Linked DNA regions of Sus scrofa: regions 1 and 2 are each linked to region 3. The links are chromatin contacts, called in public Hi-C and promoter capture Hi-C maps. All regions are on one chromosome and are shown on one strand. Each heading gives the region's core, a stretch centred on a gene start, on an enhancer-like site or on the middle of the called end of the contact. The rest is flanking DNA. Distances are from core to core; before and after follow the strand shown.

The links. Promoter capture Hi-C pulls out the DNA fragments that hold promoters and counts their contacts. A called contact is a pair of places that touch in the nucleus more often than the background predicts.
Region 1: a Hi-C map of mesenteric adipose tissue shows a contact between it and region 3, with 4 times the contacts expected there. The contact joins the promoter of FGF19 here to the promoter of FADD in region 3. A contact is called at or near these places in 2 of 5 promoter capture datasets (fetal skeletal muscle and liver), 17 of 47 Hi-C or Micro-C datasets (alveolar macrophages, brain, embryonic fibroblasts and 12 more) and 2 of 2 datasets of contacts at active chromatin or transcription factors (alveolar macrophages and skeletal muscle).
Region 2: a promoter capture Hi-C map of fetal skeletal muscle shows a contact between it and region 3, with 5 times the contacts expected there. The contact joins the promoter of ORAOV1 here to the promoter of FADD in region 3. A contact is called at or near these places in 2 of 5 promoter capture datasets (fetal skeletal muscle and liver), 2 of 47 Hi-C or Micro-C datasets (epiblast stem cells and mesenchymal stem cells) and 2 of 2 datasets of contacts at active chromatin or transcription factors (alveolar macrophages and skeletal muscle).

Annotation. Positions count from the first base shown.
Region 1 is chr2:3,580,916-3,585,320 of Sscrofa11.1, forward strand. FGF19 (fibroblast growth factor 19) reads left to right here and starts at 2,112. Exons shown (of 3, transcript XM_003122420.3): 1 at 2,112-2,352; 2 at 2,757-2,860. The coding sequence starts at 2,112.
Region 2 is chr2:3,605,425-3,610,429 of Sscrofa11.1, forward strand. It overlaps ORAOV1 (oral cancer-overexpressed protein 1), which reads left to right and starts at 2,181. Exons shown (of 5, transcript XM_021082685.1): 1 at 2,181-2,357; 2 at 3,663-3,768; 3 at 4,799-4,869. The coding sequence starts at 2,308.
Region 3 is chr2:3,192,322-3,196,948 of Sscrofa11.1, forward strand. FADD (Fas (TNFRSF6)-associated via death domain) reads right to left here and starts at 2,499. Exons shown (of 2, transcript NM_001031797.1): 1 at 2,092-2,499; 2 at 1-170. The coding sequence starts at 2,377.

The sequences.
Region 1 (4,405 bases), core at 862-3,361, 390 kb after region 3:
AGCTCGGCCTGGATTTGCAAGCCTGGCAGCCCTGAGTTCAAATTCCAGAGTCACTCGGACATTTTCCTGGGGCCCCCCGTCTGTCTGTTCAGCGGGGGAGGGCAGGGTGCCAGCGGGGGTTAAGCTGAGAGTACCCATCGCGTGCTCAGAACAAGGCCTGGGCATAGGAAGCTGCCGCCTTTGCCAGCTTCCTGAGCTCCCTGGTCACTGTGGCTACTCCTTTCCCACCAAGGCCTTAGGAGGGGGCAGCGGAGGGGTGGGGGGTGGAACCGGAGGCTGCTGGCCCCCCTCCCTCAGCCCCATGTGGGGCAGGGCCCCCAGCACAGCCTCGACCCTCCCTCCCTCCTCAATGCCCCGCATTTATCCAGGATCTTTAAAGCGAAAGCTGCAGGGGAGGGTAATTAAGTTTAATAGGAGCCGCTGTCGATTTAAAGCCACAGGGGGGAAGTAATTAGATTTAACAGAAGCCGCGGCTTTCTGAACCAAGACACGCAGCGTGGGGGTCCCCGGCCTATACAGCGTTCGAGATGATGTCTTTTTGTAAAGACTTTGCCGGTGACATTTTCTGCACGATCGTCATTAACGCCAGTCACTGACTGGGCCATGAACATGGCCTTTGCTCATTGAAATTCACTTGGCCTGGCACCGCTTTCTCTCCTGTGTCTCCACGGTTTGCCCTCCCATCGCCTCTGCCCTGAGCGGCATGGCTTTTCCCCAAAACCAGCCTCCTGGGGCCCCACACCCAGGAGCGGGGAGGGCGCAGGGGTTGGAGGAATAATGAGGAAGAATCAGTGTTGAGCCAAAGCCCTCTAGGACAAACACCCCCTTTCCCGCCAGGGCATCTTCTGGATGCTGGCTCCTTTTTCAGAGCCTCATTAGCGGAGGGAGGCCCTTCATCGAGGTGGCCCCACCCTCGCAGGGCCCATCACTGCCGCTCTGCCCTCCCCACCAGGTAAGGAGCTCCCGGTCTCCCCACCCTGCAAACAGCGCGCCCGGGGATCCCGGGACCAGACCTACTACAAAAGGCACCTCGAAAGCGGAGGACCTTCCCTGCGCCCCGAAAAAAAAAGTCAGTTTCCCAGTCTGCAGCTCGCAAGCCCACCCTGCCACGACCGCCCTGCCAGGTTCGATCTCCGGGGTCCCTCCGTCTTTGCAGAGGCAGGACGGCGACTGGGCGCAGAGCCAGCCGGGGCCGAAACCGGGGCTGAAGCGCCATCTAGCGCTCGCCCGGGCGATTCCATTGTTCCTCCGCGAGCCGAGGTCGCGCTCGGCCCCCAGTTGGGGGACAATTTACCGGGGTAAAAAGCGGCTGCGGGCAGGGATCGCGAGAACATAAAGCCAGAGAACACAGAGGGTCGGAGCTGCAGGGGACATTCTGGTGGCTGGCTTTACCTCTGGAGTTTCGAGGGGTTGGGACCGTGGTGGGAGGGAGTGGATGTGGCTTTTTAGGGGAAAAGGCCCCAAAGCCGAGGCAAGATTTTTCCCACAGGGAGCGAAGGGTTGGGAAGTTCAGTGTCCCCCGCCCCCCCCCGCCCCCCCCAGTCTCCGGCCCCAGGAAGCCTGCTGCGCGCCCCTGCTAGCGCCCCGCGACCAGCGCATTCCCCGGGGACCCCGTGGCCTGGGGCTGGGCTCCGTTGTCGTCTAGATTTCTTTATAAAATCAATCTCGCCCAGCCGAGAGCGACCTGGCTCCAGCCTCGTCCCCGCGCGCGGGAAGGAGCCTCCACCCCCCCAAGCCTCCAGCAAAGCGGGGCCTCCTCCTCCCTCAGATCGGGGCGGCCTGGGCGGGGTCACCCGGGCAGGGCCCTGGGAGGGGCTGGGCGGAGGCGGAGTGTGAGTGGGTGTGTGTGTTGGGGGGCGGAGGGCTGATGCAATCTCGATAAGAAATGCTTAGCGTCTCGGGCTTCCAGGGCGGGTAACAGACGCGCTATATAAGGTCGCCGGCCTCGGGCCGCCGCGCCGTCGGAGCAGGAGCGCTAAGCACCCCGGTGCCCGGGAGCGCACGGCTGCTCTCGCCTCCGCTCGCTCAGCCCCGCAGGGCCTCTCGGCGGCCGCCCAGCCTCTCGCACCCTCCCGAACTGCGCCCTGAGCCCCGAGCCCGAGGGAGGCGCGATGCGGAGCGCTCCGAGCCGGTGCGCGGTGGTCCGCGCCCTGGTCCTGGCCGGCCTCTGGCTGGCCGCAGCCGGGCGCCCCCTAGCCTTCTCGGATGCTGGGCCGCACGTGCACTACGGCTGGGGCGAGTCGGTCCGCCTGCGGCACCTGTACACTGCGAGTCCCCACGGCGTCTCCAGCTGCTTCCTGCGCATCCACTCAGACGGCCCCGTGGACTGCGCGCCGGGACAGAGCGCGCACAGTGAGTGCCCGCCGGGCCCCCACCCGCCACAGTGCCCCTTCCTGCCTTTACCTCCCTCAGCCCCCCACTCCCGGGAACCCCAGGTCTTGGCCCTTCCGCCCCCTCCCGGGATCCCCCGACTGCAGGAGGAGCTGGGGGAGGGGGCGATGCGTGCTTGGACCTACTGCACCCACGCGCTACCCTCCCTCCCCTCGCCCCTCTTCGGCTCCTGCGGACCGACCCCCATTCCTCGGAACGCCAGATCTTGGCACCTGGGTGTCCTCCTCCCTCGCCGGGCCCCCAGACTTCGAGAGGGACTGGGGGAGTTGGGGGGTGGGGCACGGGCCCGAACACCGACCAACCACATCCACGTGTGGTGGGCCTCGCGGGTCGCGGCTGCAGTGTTTTGCTGTCTTCGCGCCCAGGTTTGATGGAGATCAGGGCAGTCGCGCTGAGTACCGTGGCGATCAAGGGCGAGCGCAGCGGCCGTTACCTCTGCATGGGCGCCGACGGCAAGATGCAAGGGCAGGTGAGTGTCTCCGGCCCGCAGGAAGCTAGCTGGGACCGGCGCCTTTGGGGGAGGCGGGCGCCCGGGCTCGAATCCGGGGTTTCCTGGCTTCCTCCTGCTGGAATGCGTGGAGCTGTGAGGCGCACACACACAGCAAGGACCACATGAAGCTAACGTCCGACTTTCTAACATGGAAGTTGAGGGTTGGAGAATGTGAGACCCGCCTTAGCATTTCCACTTGAACCGAAGGGGGGTCCAGTTGGCTGGAGGAAGCCATCCCTGGGCTCTTTGATATGAAATGGGGGAAATCCACCTTGGCCTTTTCGGCTTCGGCCTGTGCCTGCGTGGGGCTTGCCTCCGCCTCCCTCTCTGCAGTTTTTATTTGTTTGCTTTAAAGAAAGGGAAAGGGAGTATCCACAACTCGGATCTTTTTTAAAAAGCAGGTCTTCAAATTAGTCAGTAGAAAAATCACATTTGCGGTGGAAGAGATTTTTAAAAATTAGCTTTTGTGCATCAGAAGCTGTGGGTTTTGCAGCATCCGAATGAGGGTGATATTGCTGGGTCAGTGCTCGTCCTGGGCTGGGGCTCACCTGTACTGCAGAGGCTTTTGGGGGGAGGCCGGCGGCGGGCTGGGAAGGCCCAGGTGACCACAGAGGTCTCAGGGCAGAAAGTGTGCAGAGGCTGGGTCTCTGGTTGCCGGAACAAAGGCTGAGGGTTCAAAGGGAGCCCTGCCCCCGGGCGCACAGAGGAGGCTGTGTGAGGTCCTGCCTGGCGCGGGGCCTCATTGCAGCCCCACTGGGCTGGGGGGCTCCGGATGGAGGAGCGGGGGCCGGGGGGAGGGAGGGCACCGCTTCTCAAGGGGTGCCCCACCATCCAGAAAAAACGGAGACGCCCGCCTCTCTGAATGTAACAGCAGTCTTTTTAGCGTCCCAGTCCTGTTTTGTGGCTCTGGTGCCCATTTATTTTAATTATCCAGAGATTAAAAAAAAAAAAAAAAAAAAAAACCCTGCCTGGTTCAGGTTTTACGGCAGAAACAAGAAAGAAAAAAGGAGGTGATCAGCTTGCTGAAAGCTGATACCCCCGAAGCCACTCCAAACCCGCAGTTGCAACTTTTGTTATTGTGACATTTCCTTTCGCGGGGATGGGGGTGGGAGCCCCAGGAGCAAATGGGTCTGACCCATCCTTCTAATCTGAACTGGGGAGGGGGGGGCAGGGGCTCTTTATCTTAACTCCAGTTCGGCCTCTAGATCCTGTGGCCGTGATTTAGCAAAACTCGAGGTTTAGAGACAACAGCAGCAAATGTCACATTCTCCTAGAAACTCGAACTCATTTCATTTTCTCTTCGGAGAATGAGATGCACATTTCTCCCAAAGAGCCAGCGGAGTGAAACGGTCGCTCTATTTGATTTTAATTCCCTTGTTTATCAATTTACATCCCCCCCCCTCCTGCCCCCACACTGCCTGGTGGCCTTCTTCCAGCGAGGGAGCCCGTGTTGCTTCATAAGATGCAGGCCTTATCAGAGCCTTATCAGCACAGTGCTCACCCACCTGCAGTTCAGCGACCTTT
Region 2 (5,005 bases), core at 931-3,430, 410 kb after region 3:
ATTCGTTTTGGGGGCCACATCCTAGGCATGCAGAAGTTCCCAAGGCCAGGGATCAAACCCATGCCACAGCTGTGACCCAAACCACAGTAGTGATGACGCCAGGTTGTTAACCACTAGGCCACCAGGGAACTCCTACATTTGTCTAATCTCGAACAGACATGCTACAGTATTCTTCTAGAGACTTTATCTTTTCATATCTGGTATGACAATTCTTCCATTTCATTTTCTCTCTGAAAAACATCTTAGGCTGCTCTCGCTGTCTGAAATGGACATCATTCAGTCTATGGAATGTGGATCTCTCTAAAAAAATCCCTTTCACTTAAAAAAAAAACCTTATTCTTATCGGTTTATTCATCCAGATGAAATTTAGAATTTTGACACATTTCCCCAGATCATGTAGAAACTGCTTTTGTGTTTCTGCCCAACCGGAGCGGCGGATATAGTTTTCTTCATATAGGTTCTGCTCAAATCTTGTTATTTTGAATAAATTTATTGTGACCATGGCAAAATGGATGTCCCCAGTCATCTCTGTTCAGGTGACTACCAGTTATTGTTACAATAACATAAAGCAAGGGATTTGCTTAACGGTACTTTCTTGTCTTTTTTTTTTTTTTTTTTTTGATAATAAGACTTCTTGCTTAATTTTATTGTATTAGGCCTCCTTGATGTGTTCAATGGCAGGTGATAAAAGCCATCCTGGAAGTTCCCATCGTGGCTCAGCAGAAAACGAATCTGACTAGTATCCATGAGGATGCAGGTTCGATCCCTGGCCTCACTTAAGGATCTGGCATTGACGTGAGCTGTGGTGTAGGTCGCAGACGTGGCTCAGATCTGGTGTTGCTGTGGCTTGTGGCGAAGGCTGGCAGCTACAGCTCTGATTTGACCCTTAGCCTGGGAACCTCCATATGCCGTGGGAACAGCCCTAAAAAGAGAAAAAGAAAATAAAAAGAAGGCCATCCTGTTTTACTTCTGATTTTAATCAGAATGCATTTGGTATTTCCTATCTATGCTCCACTGTCATTGATAGTTTGAAGTACCTTTTAAAAACCGTGTTCAGGGGAGTTCCCGTCGTGGCTCAGTGGTTAGAATCCGACTAGGAACCATGAGGTTGCAGGTTCGATCCCTGGCCTTGCTCAGTGGGTTAGGGATCCGGCCTTGCCGTGAGCTGTGGTGTAGGTTGCAGACGCCGCTGGGATCCCCGAGTTGCTGTGGCTGTAGCGTAGGCTGGTGGCTACAGCTCCGAATGGACCCCTAGCCTGGGAACCTTCATATGCCACGGAAGCGGCCCAAGAAATGGCAAAAAGACAAAAAAATAAAATAAAATAAAAACCGCGTTCAGAAAGTATCTTGTCATGGAAAGGATGAGAAGGGGGTATGCTTGCTGCTTGAGCAAGCGCACCGGTCGCTCAAACCCTTCCGTTGAGTCTGTTCTGACTCTTCATGAATTATGAATCATTATGCTTTTGCTTTAACAACAACTAATCTCAAGAATCAAGACACAAACTTTTATTTTTTCAAAAGACTCTATAAAGTTTCAAGAACGGATGCCAATATTTACTAATGCCCTTCCCAGCGAGGCCACCAGGCTGTTTCCCTGCCAACAGCGGCTGTTTCAGATCTCCGGGGGTCGAGTCAGCCCTGCGCTTCTTGGACGAAGGTCCCGCAGTCCCTGGATTACTGCGGACGTGGATTTGGTGGCATTTTAGGCGGGAGTCTGACGGCGTCCCGGAAGGTGGCCCCGGGCTGTGGGTCGGGGTCGGCGAGCGCGGGGGCACCGGGCCCCCGTCCCTGGGTGCTGCCTGCATCCCGGGAACTGCCCTTCCTGGAACTTCTCCCCCACAAACCCAAGGGCACAGCATCCTTGTTGGAACCTGGGGAGGCGCTGGTTCTTTGATAACTTTTCCCGTTTCTTCCCTGGTTCATTCCGAGCCGTTTTTGGCAGTTTGGTTGCATCTACTTGGTTTTGTTACAATGAGATCACGAGTCTTGTCCCCGCGGGCAGGTAGCTGCTCCGGGCGGGGACAGAGCAGCCCCCAGCGAGAGCTGGGAGCAGTGCCAAGGGGCCCGGGGCGGGGCCGCACCCCGACTCAGCTCCGCCCTGCGCCGCCGCCGCCGCGCACGCGCTCTGGCCCCGCGCCGGCGCGTGTTGAGCCCTCCCGCGCGCCGTCCTTACCCGGCCTGCCCCGCGCGGCGTTCCCGGAAGTGGGCTTCGCTCTGCCAGCAGCCGGGCCTCGAGTCCGAGCTTCCCGGGTCTGCGCCGTAGCGCAGGGCGGCGGGGCCGACGGGCAGGGCGGGCCGGCTGCCGCCATGGCCGGGACTCAGGACATGTTCGACGCCATCGTGATGGCAGATGAGAGGTGAGTGGCGGGGCTGGCTGGGATTCCCGCGCTTGGCGGGCCGCTCGCGGCCGCTCGGGCCTTGGGGGAGCGCAAAGTGGTCCTGAAGGCGGCTGGAGCGGGAGCCCGAGGTGCCCTTGATTTTCCTTTACGCATCGGCTTTTCGGGGGAGCGCCCAGCTGCTCCTCCAGACCCGCCTCCCCCGGCCCGGGGCTGCCCCACGCATCTGCTCGGCCTAATGAGTGCCTCCCTCCAGGGACGCCGGGGCCGCGGGTGGGACGGGCTTTGCCATCTGGGCGCTGCCCCTTTTCGCTTGTTGCTCAGGGGTCGGACATACGGCAGCATTCACAGACAAGCTGATAAATGTGTCAGGCGTCGTCCTTTCCCCCTTGGGCCGTGCCGGGGGGAGCCGGGGGTTGCTTTGTGCAGTCTTCCAGCGCCCGGCCCGCCAGAGACATCCGTAGATGTCAGTTGGGAGAGAGAGGGAACATCAGACAGTCGTCCGCTGACGTTTCCCTGGAGCTTGCTGTGAATGGGACAGGGAGCAGAGTATTGAACCCCTTTATCTATTTTAATTCTGCTTGTAAAGTAGATCTTATCCGTCATCCTGTCTTTCAGGGCAGGAGGCAAGGTCAACTCCCAGAGCCACACAACGGCAAGGGAGAGCTGTACACGCTCCTCCCTGGGGACTCCAACAAGCTCCTTTCCCTGGGGTGGCTGCATGTTCTGCTGGTGTCCGTTCCCCTGCTGAGCCCTCAAAGCCACAGCCTTTATTATACCACAGGCCCCACAGTCATGGTACGTCTCGTGGTGATCCGATGGCGTTTCTCCCAGCCAGTCTCCAGAGATGCGGCAGAAGGCCCTGTGATAGGTGGCAGAGTGCTTTGAAGCCCTTGACCCAGCACTCTAGCTCACCCACTCACAGAACTGGAGGCTGGCGACCTGGCTGCTGGCTCATCAGCTGAGAAATGTCAAAAAGTAGATTTCCTGGGCCTGACTCCAGACTTGCCCTGACTGGGGAGGCTCCTGGATTTGTATCTTTGGAATTTTCCTGTGTGTCTCTGGTGTTATGCCAGATTTGGGGCTCTCTGGCTTAGCCCCCCTTATAGAAGAGGTGAACTGGGCTTCGGGAGGTTCAGCGATTTGCCAGAGGAAAGACGGAGGGAGGGAGGGAGCAGGGCTTGGAACCTGAGTGAATTCTCTTCTCTTTCTGCTGTTCTGAGTCGGGTCTTGCTGGGTCTTGGGTTGTGGTGGAAGAGAAACGTTTTTCTGGGAAAAGTGCTCTTTTGATTATTTGCTCACACTTTTGCTCCTTCTCTGGGGCAGGTTTCACGGGGAAGGCTATCAGGAAGGCTACGAAGAAGGGAGTGGCTTGGGTCTAATCGAAGGAAGACAGCATGGCACGTTCCACGGAGCGAAAATCGGATCAGAGGTGAGTGTGGACGCCCCCCACTTAGAAAGGAATCCTTTTCTTTTTGTTTCCAGTTTACCTTGATGAGCAGTGTGACTGAGCCACAAGTTTAGGCCTCTTAAGATGGCAGCAGACTAGATGGAGTTTCGATGGAGAAATAGTCTCAGGACGGAACCCGCACAGCACGTCGCTGTGTGGAGATGATGAAGCCGCGTGGGCTGGAGAATGAGAAGACCAGTCCCCCGCCTCCCCAGGTGACATCGAGTGTCTCGGTGCCGCCCTGTGTCTTGAGCCACAGCTGAACCCTCACCCAGAGCGCGCGTGCCCTGCGTCACGTGACAGCATCCATTTGGACTTGCAGTGCAGTTCCATAAGACGCATAGCTTTTCTTTTCCTCTGCCCTTGGTCCTGGATCGGCCCCCACTGACGGGTATCCGGCCCTAAACGGCAGGGTCTTCGGCCGCCACGGCCGTGCCAGCTGTCCCTTGCTGCCGAACGAGGCATCCCCAGACACGGGGGCTTGAGGCAGCCCGCGTCTGTTGTCTCGCACAGATGCGGAGACTCTGTTGTCCGGGAGCAGCCGAGCTGGGAGCTTGCTGCTCAGGGTCCCTTGATGTTGGAGCTGAGCGTCAGCCAGGCCTGCAGTCACTTGAAGGCTTGACTGGGGCCGAAAGAGCCCCTTCTCGATGGCTCGCTTCCCACGTGAACCTCTCCGGAGGGCTGCTTGCGTGTCCCCGTGACCCAAGCCAGCAAGGCAGAGGGGATGTTGTTAATGCCCCGTTTCAGAGTCACGTGCTGCCTCTTCCTCTCTGTTCTCCTGCTGACCCAGGCCACCCTGATGGGGTCGGCGGGGACCCTGAGGTTATGTGTCCCAGGGAGGTGGGTGCGGTGGGACCACCTTGGAGGGATGACTTGACCCTCTGACTTCCATGGCCCGGTGCCCAACAGGTGCTTCCAGAACTGCCCCCGCCATTTGTTTTGAGAGCTTGGTGATGGAATCAAGGGCAGCTGCCAGTATTGATTTCCCCTTCCATGTTTTGTAACCTCACAGATCGGGTGCTACCAGGGTTTTGCTTTTGCTTGGAGGTGTCTCCTGCACAGTTGTGCCACCGAGAAGGACAGGTAAAGCTCGAGACATCTTTCTTCTTTGGTATCGGGACCAGGAGTCCTGCTTCCACGGCTGACCGTGACCTTGAGCAGTTGCCGCCTCGGTCTCCTCATCTGTAAAATGGTGAAACTGATCAGGCCGACCGTGAAC
Region 3 (4,627 bases), core at 1,249-3,748:
CCTGCTGTTCTTCCAGACTCGCAGCGACTCCCTCACCTGCTCGGTCAGGTTTCGGGGATACTTCTCCTCGATGGCGTCGATCTTGGCGTCAGACACTTTAAGCTGCCGAGCCAGCCGCCTCCAGTCCTTCCCCACGTTGTCGCAGATGATATCAAACGCCGCCCGCAGGTCTGGGGAGGGAAAGAACAGGCTGACTCCTCGAGCTTTGGGGGCGCGAGGAGACGGGCAACCCCGCAATCCCGATGGGCTTCAGGGTGCTGGGTCCGCAAGCGGTCCTCCCGCGGGGGCCGCCGTCACCCAGTAGCAGAGGGCTGGGGCGGCCCCAGAAACATGTGCCCTCCGTCTTAGTACGGAAGCTGCCCTGACTGACACCGTCTCTGGTCCCTGGCTGCCGTGTCCTCGTCTGCTGCATCGTCACTGCTGGGGTGAGCACCACAGACTCACGTGGCAGGAGAGGAGGAGGAATGATTCCTGCTGAGGCTCCTGCAAGCTGCACCCCAGCCCCGAGGCCTGAGCCGCCGTCGGCCTGGGTGCTAACACCTCCAGCCCGGACAGCCCTGGGACGGGGGCACCTGTGTCACCATGCCCATCCACACAGGGCACGTCACTTCCGGAGGTCACACAGCCGGACAACGGCAAAGCCAGGATGTGAAACCTGGCTGGTGTGGGGCCAGAGCCCCCTCTTAACCGCTATGCAAAAACGGCCCCTTATCAACCCGGCTGGACCAGCGGTTATTCTTCCGGTGTAACTTGCTCCATAAATAAAACAGACAGACGTAAACCATATAAACCTCAACTGTCACGAGCTATATTTTGGGGGCTGCCTTTTAATTTGATCAGAATTCTCCCTCCTCACTGATTCTCCTCGATAACAATTTGTGTGTCCTGTCTTGTTTGTTCGGCACTGCTGCGTGCCTAGTACGTCTGTCTGTGTATAAACCTGAAATTGGCTGCTCTCAGGCAGTCGTGCTGCCCAGCTTGCTACTCGCAAGCACCAGTCCCAATAGGATGCCCGCGGTGTCACATTTACATCCTTTTTTGGGTCAGTGACCACATGACTAATTCCAGGCCACAGCTTCAGGCCTGTGACATGTCCTCAAGGCACTGTCCACCCGGCTCCCTGGGCTCTGGGAACACAGAGGTGGCTGAGAATCCCAGCTACCCTCGGGTCTCTCACTGCTGGAAGCCCCTGCAAGCGCAGGGAGGGTGGAAAGAAGCCCAAAAGCAGCATGGTGGCTACAGTCACCCAGGGCGGCCAGGCGGCCCCCTTCAACCCTACGGGCTGCTAGTTACAGGCTGAGTATCTTGGGCACGTCACTTAACACCGCTCTCAGCCACAGTCCTTCCCATAGGAAATCAGGAATAGTAAGAGATGATGCTACCTAACAGGCTCATTGTGCAAATTAAACACATAAGCTGCAGAGTTCCCACTGTGGCTCATTGGTAACGAACCCAACTAGTATCCATGAGGATGAGGGTTCGATCCCTGGCCTCGCTCAGTGGGTTAAGGATCTGGCCTTGCCACGAGCTGTGGTGTAGGTTGTGCAGTGGAGGCTCGGTGGCCAGCAGCTACAGCTCTGACTCCGGCCCCTCGCCTAGGAATAGGAGCCCCCTGTTAAAGATTTATGATCACAGTATTTTCAGCCAGAGGAGAAGGACATTAACTGGGCAGACAAACCCCCCAGAGGATGCCCAGGAGGGCCGAATTCCCCCACCTGGGAGGTGAGCGACGCCCATTTCTTTCGAGTAACTTCTAATATGTACACCGGGACAAAACACTGAGGCTGGGGTGGGTGTCCGTGCTCAACAGCCTAGGAAACGTTAGCTTTTCGGAGTTTTCGTTCTCTTATCTGCAAAGCGGGCATGTCACCCGGCTCTCAGGAATGCTCAGAGAAAACACAACCCGGAAAAGCAAACCGAATCCGGAAAAGATTAGGCGCAGGGAATAGCGAAACCACTGGAGGGCCACCCCCCCCGCGCGGCCCGCCCGCCTCCCGGGCCCCGCCCTGCCCGTCCCCCACCCCGTCCCCCGGCCCCACCTCGCCCCTCCGGCCCCGCCCGCCCCCCGCGACCCCCGGCCCCCGCCCCCACCTCGCTCCTCCGGCGCCGCCCCGCCCGCCGCGCCCGCCTCGAAGGCGTCCAGGCGCCGCAGCAGGTCCTGGCGCCGCAGGGAGACGAGCAGCTCGCGCAGCAGCGCAGTGTGCTCGGGACTCAGCTCGTTCTGCTCCAGGAGCACGGAGAAGAGGTCCACGCCGCTCTGCACGCGCTCCAGCTTCCTCTTGCCCACGCGTCCCTGGCACAGGAACTTGAGCTCGGTCAGCTCGCTGCTTGACAGGCTGGCCGACACCGAGTGCAGCAGCACCAGGAACGGGTCCATGGCGGCGGGTGCGGGCTGCTGCCCGCTCGCCGGCCCGCGCTCCGGCAGACCGGGTCCCCCGCCTCCTCACGCGCCGGAGCTCCTCCGTCTGGCAGCCGCAGCTCCCACTTTGCCCGCCCTGCGCCCCGCCACCGGAAGTCTGCCGCAAACCCGCTTTCTCTCGCGAGAACGCCCCCGACCCGCGCATGCGCCCCGAGCCCAACCGTGGACAGCTCCTCCCGGGAGGCGTGCGCGGCCGCAAGGGGGCGCTTCGGACACGCTGGCGGAGGGGCCTTGGGACGGCCTCTGCGCCTGCGCCCTGCCGACCTTCTCCCTCCGGGTTGGCCTGTGTGGCCTTGGGGGTCCCGAGAGCTAGGGCCCCTGCTGGGGGGCACCCGCCTTCGTTTCCTGTGGAGTGTTGCACTGCGGATGCCGATAATAAATGCATTTCTCTATTAACATTTGCGAAAAGGCCTGTCCTTTGGTGCCCCCTGGACTTCTGTGTGCAGTAAAAACTTCAGAGGTTTTAGCGTTTCATAAATACTTGATTTTTAATGTTACCGTCATTATTTTCGAATGCTTATTAACGTTTATTAAGCGCCTACTGTCTGCCACGCAGTAGGTTCTGGAGACAAATTTGGGAACAAAGTGCGGAATTCCCCCCTGCCCGGAGCTTACAGCATCAGTACCCAAAGTTACGTAATACAGGTCAGCAAGACAGAAGTTAGCAGGACCCAGGGCCAAGGGGAGGGGGGGATGGGAGTGTGGCGGGGGGGCGGGGTCAGAGTCGGCCTCCTGCTGCAGGTGCGGGGAAGAGGAGGCAGGTGCGCAGGTGAGCCCGGAAGAGGGCGGGGCGGGGCGGAAGCCAGGGCAGAGGCACGGGGAGGGGGACGAGGTGGCGGGAGCCGAGCCTGGGAGGCAGGGCGTGGTCGGCAAGGGGAAGGCAGGAATTAGGAGCCGCCAGGTTGGGCTTTACTGCTCCAGAGATAAGCCCCTGCAGGGGAGGAGAGGAGGGGTGAAGCCTTTTATAAGTTACCTGGGGGTAGGGGTGGGGAATGAATATGTATATATTAATGTATATTAGATATAAAATCGAGGTGCAATTCACGTTCCCTACAACTCACTGCTTTACAGTGTACAATGTAGTCATTTTTAGTATATTCATAAAGTTCTGTAACTGCCACCATTAGCTAATTTTAAAACATTTTCATCACCCAGGTGGAAACCTGGTACCCATTAGCAGTCACTTCCTCCTTCCTCCCTCCCCACTCCTTTCTCCAGCCCCTGGCAACCGCTAATTTACTCCTGACTCTTTGGATTTGACTCTTCTGGACCTTTCGTGTAAGTGGAACCATACACTGCTTGGTCTTTTGTGCCTTTTTTTTTTTCCCCCCTGCACCAGCAGCATTGCAGAACTTCCCAGGCCAGGGACTGAAACTTAGCCACAGCAGTGATGACACTGGATCTTTAACCCACTGCGCGGGTGGGGAAATCCACTGTGCTTGGCTTCTTTAAATGAGCGTGACATCTTCAAGAGTCATCCGCGTTGAAGCATGTGACAGTACTCTGTTCCCTTGTGTGGCTGGACCGTATCTGTGTGTTCAGTCGTCAGTGGATGGACCTTGCGGTTTGTTCCGCCTTTTGGACCATTGTCGATAATGCTGTGAGTTCTCAGTTACATTTTATTTATTTATTTATTTTTGGTCTTTTTTTTTTTGTCTTTTAGGGGTGCACCCGCAGCATATGGAGGTTCCCAGGCTAGGGGGCCAATCAAAACTGTAGCCGCTGGCCTACGCCAGAGCCACAGCAACTCGGGATCTGAGCCGCGTCTGCAACCTACACCACAGCTCACGGCAACGCCAGATCCTTAACCCACTGAGCAAGGGCAGGGACCGAACCCGCACCCTCATGGACCCTAGCTGGGTTCGCTAACTACTGAGCCATGACAGGAACTCCCTGAGTTACATTTCAAAAGACTCAGTGGGGGAGTTCCAGTCGTGGCACAGTGGAAACAAATCCAACTAGGAACCATGAAGTTGCGGGTTTGATCCCTGGCCTCACTCAGTGGGTTAAGGATCCAGTTTTTCGGTGAGCTGTGGTGTAGGTCACAGACACGGTTCAGATCTGGTGTTGCTGTGGCCGTGGCGTAGGCTGGCGGCTATCACTCCAATTAGACCCCTAGCCTGGGAACCTCCATATGCCGCGGGTGCGGCTCTAAAAGCACGAAAGACAAAAAAAAAAAAAAAAAAAAAAAACAACCCAAAAAACAAA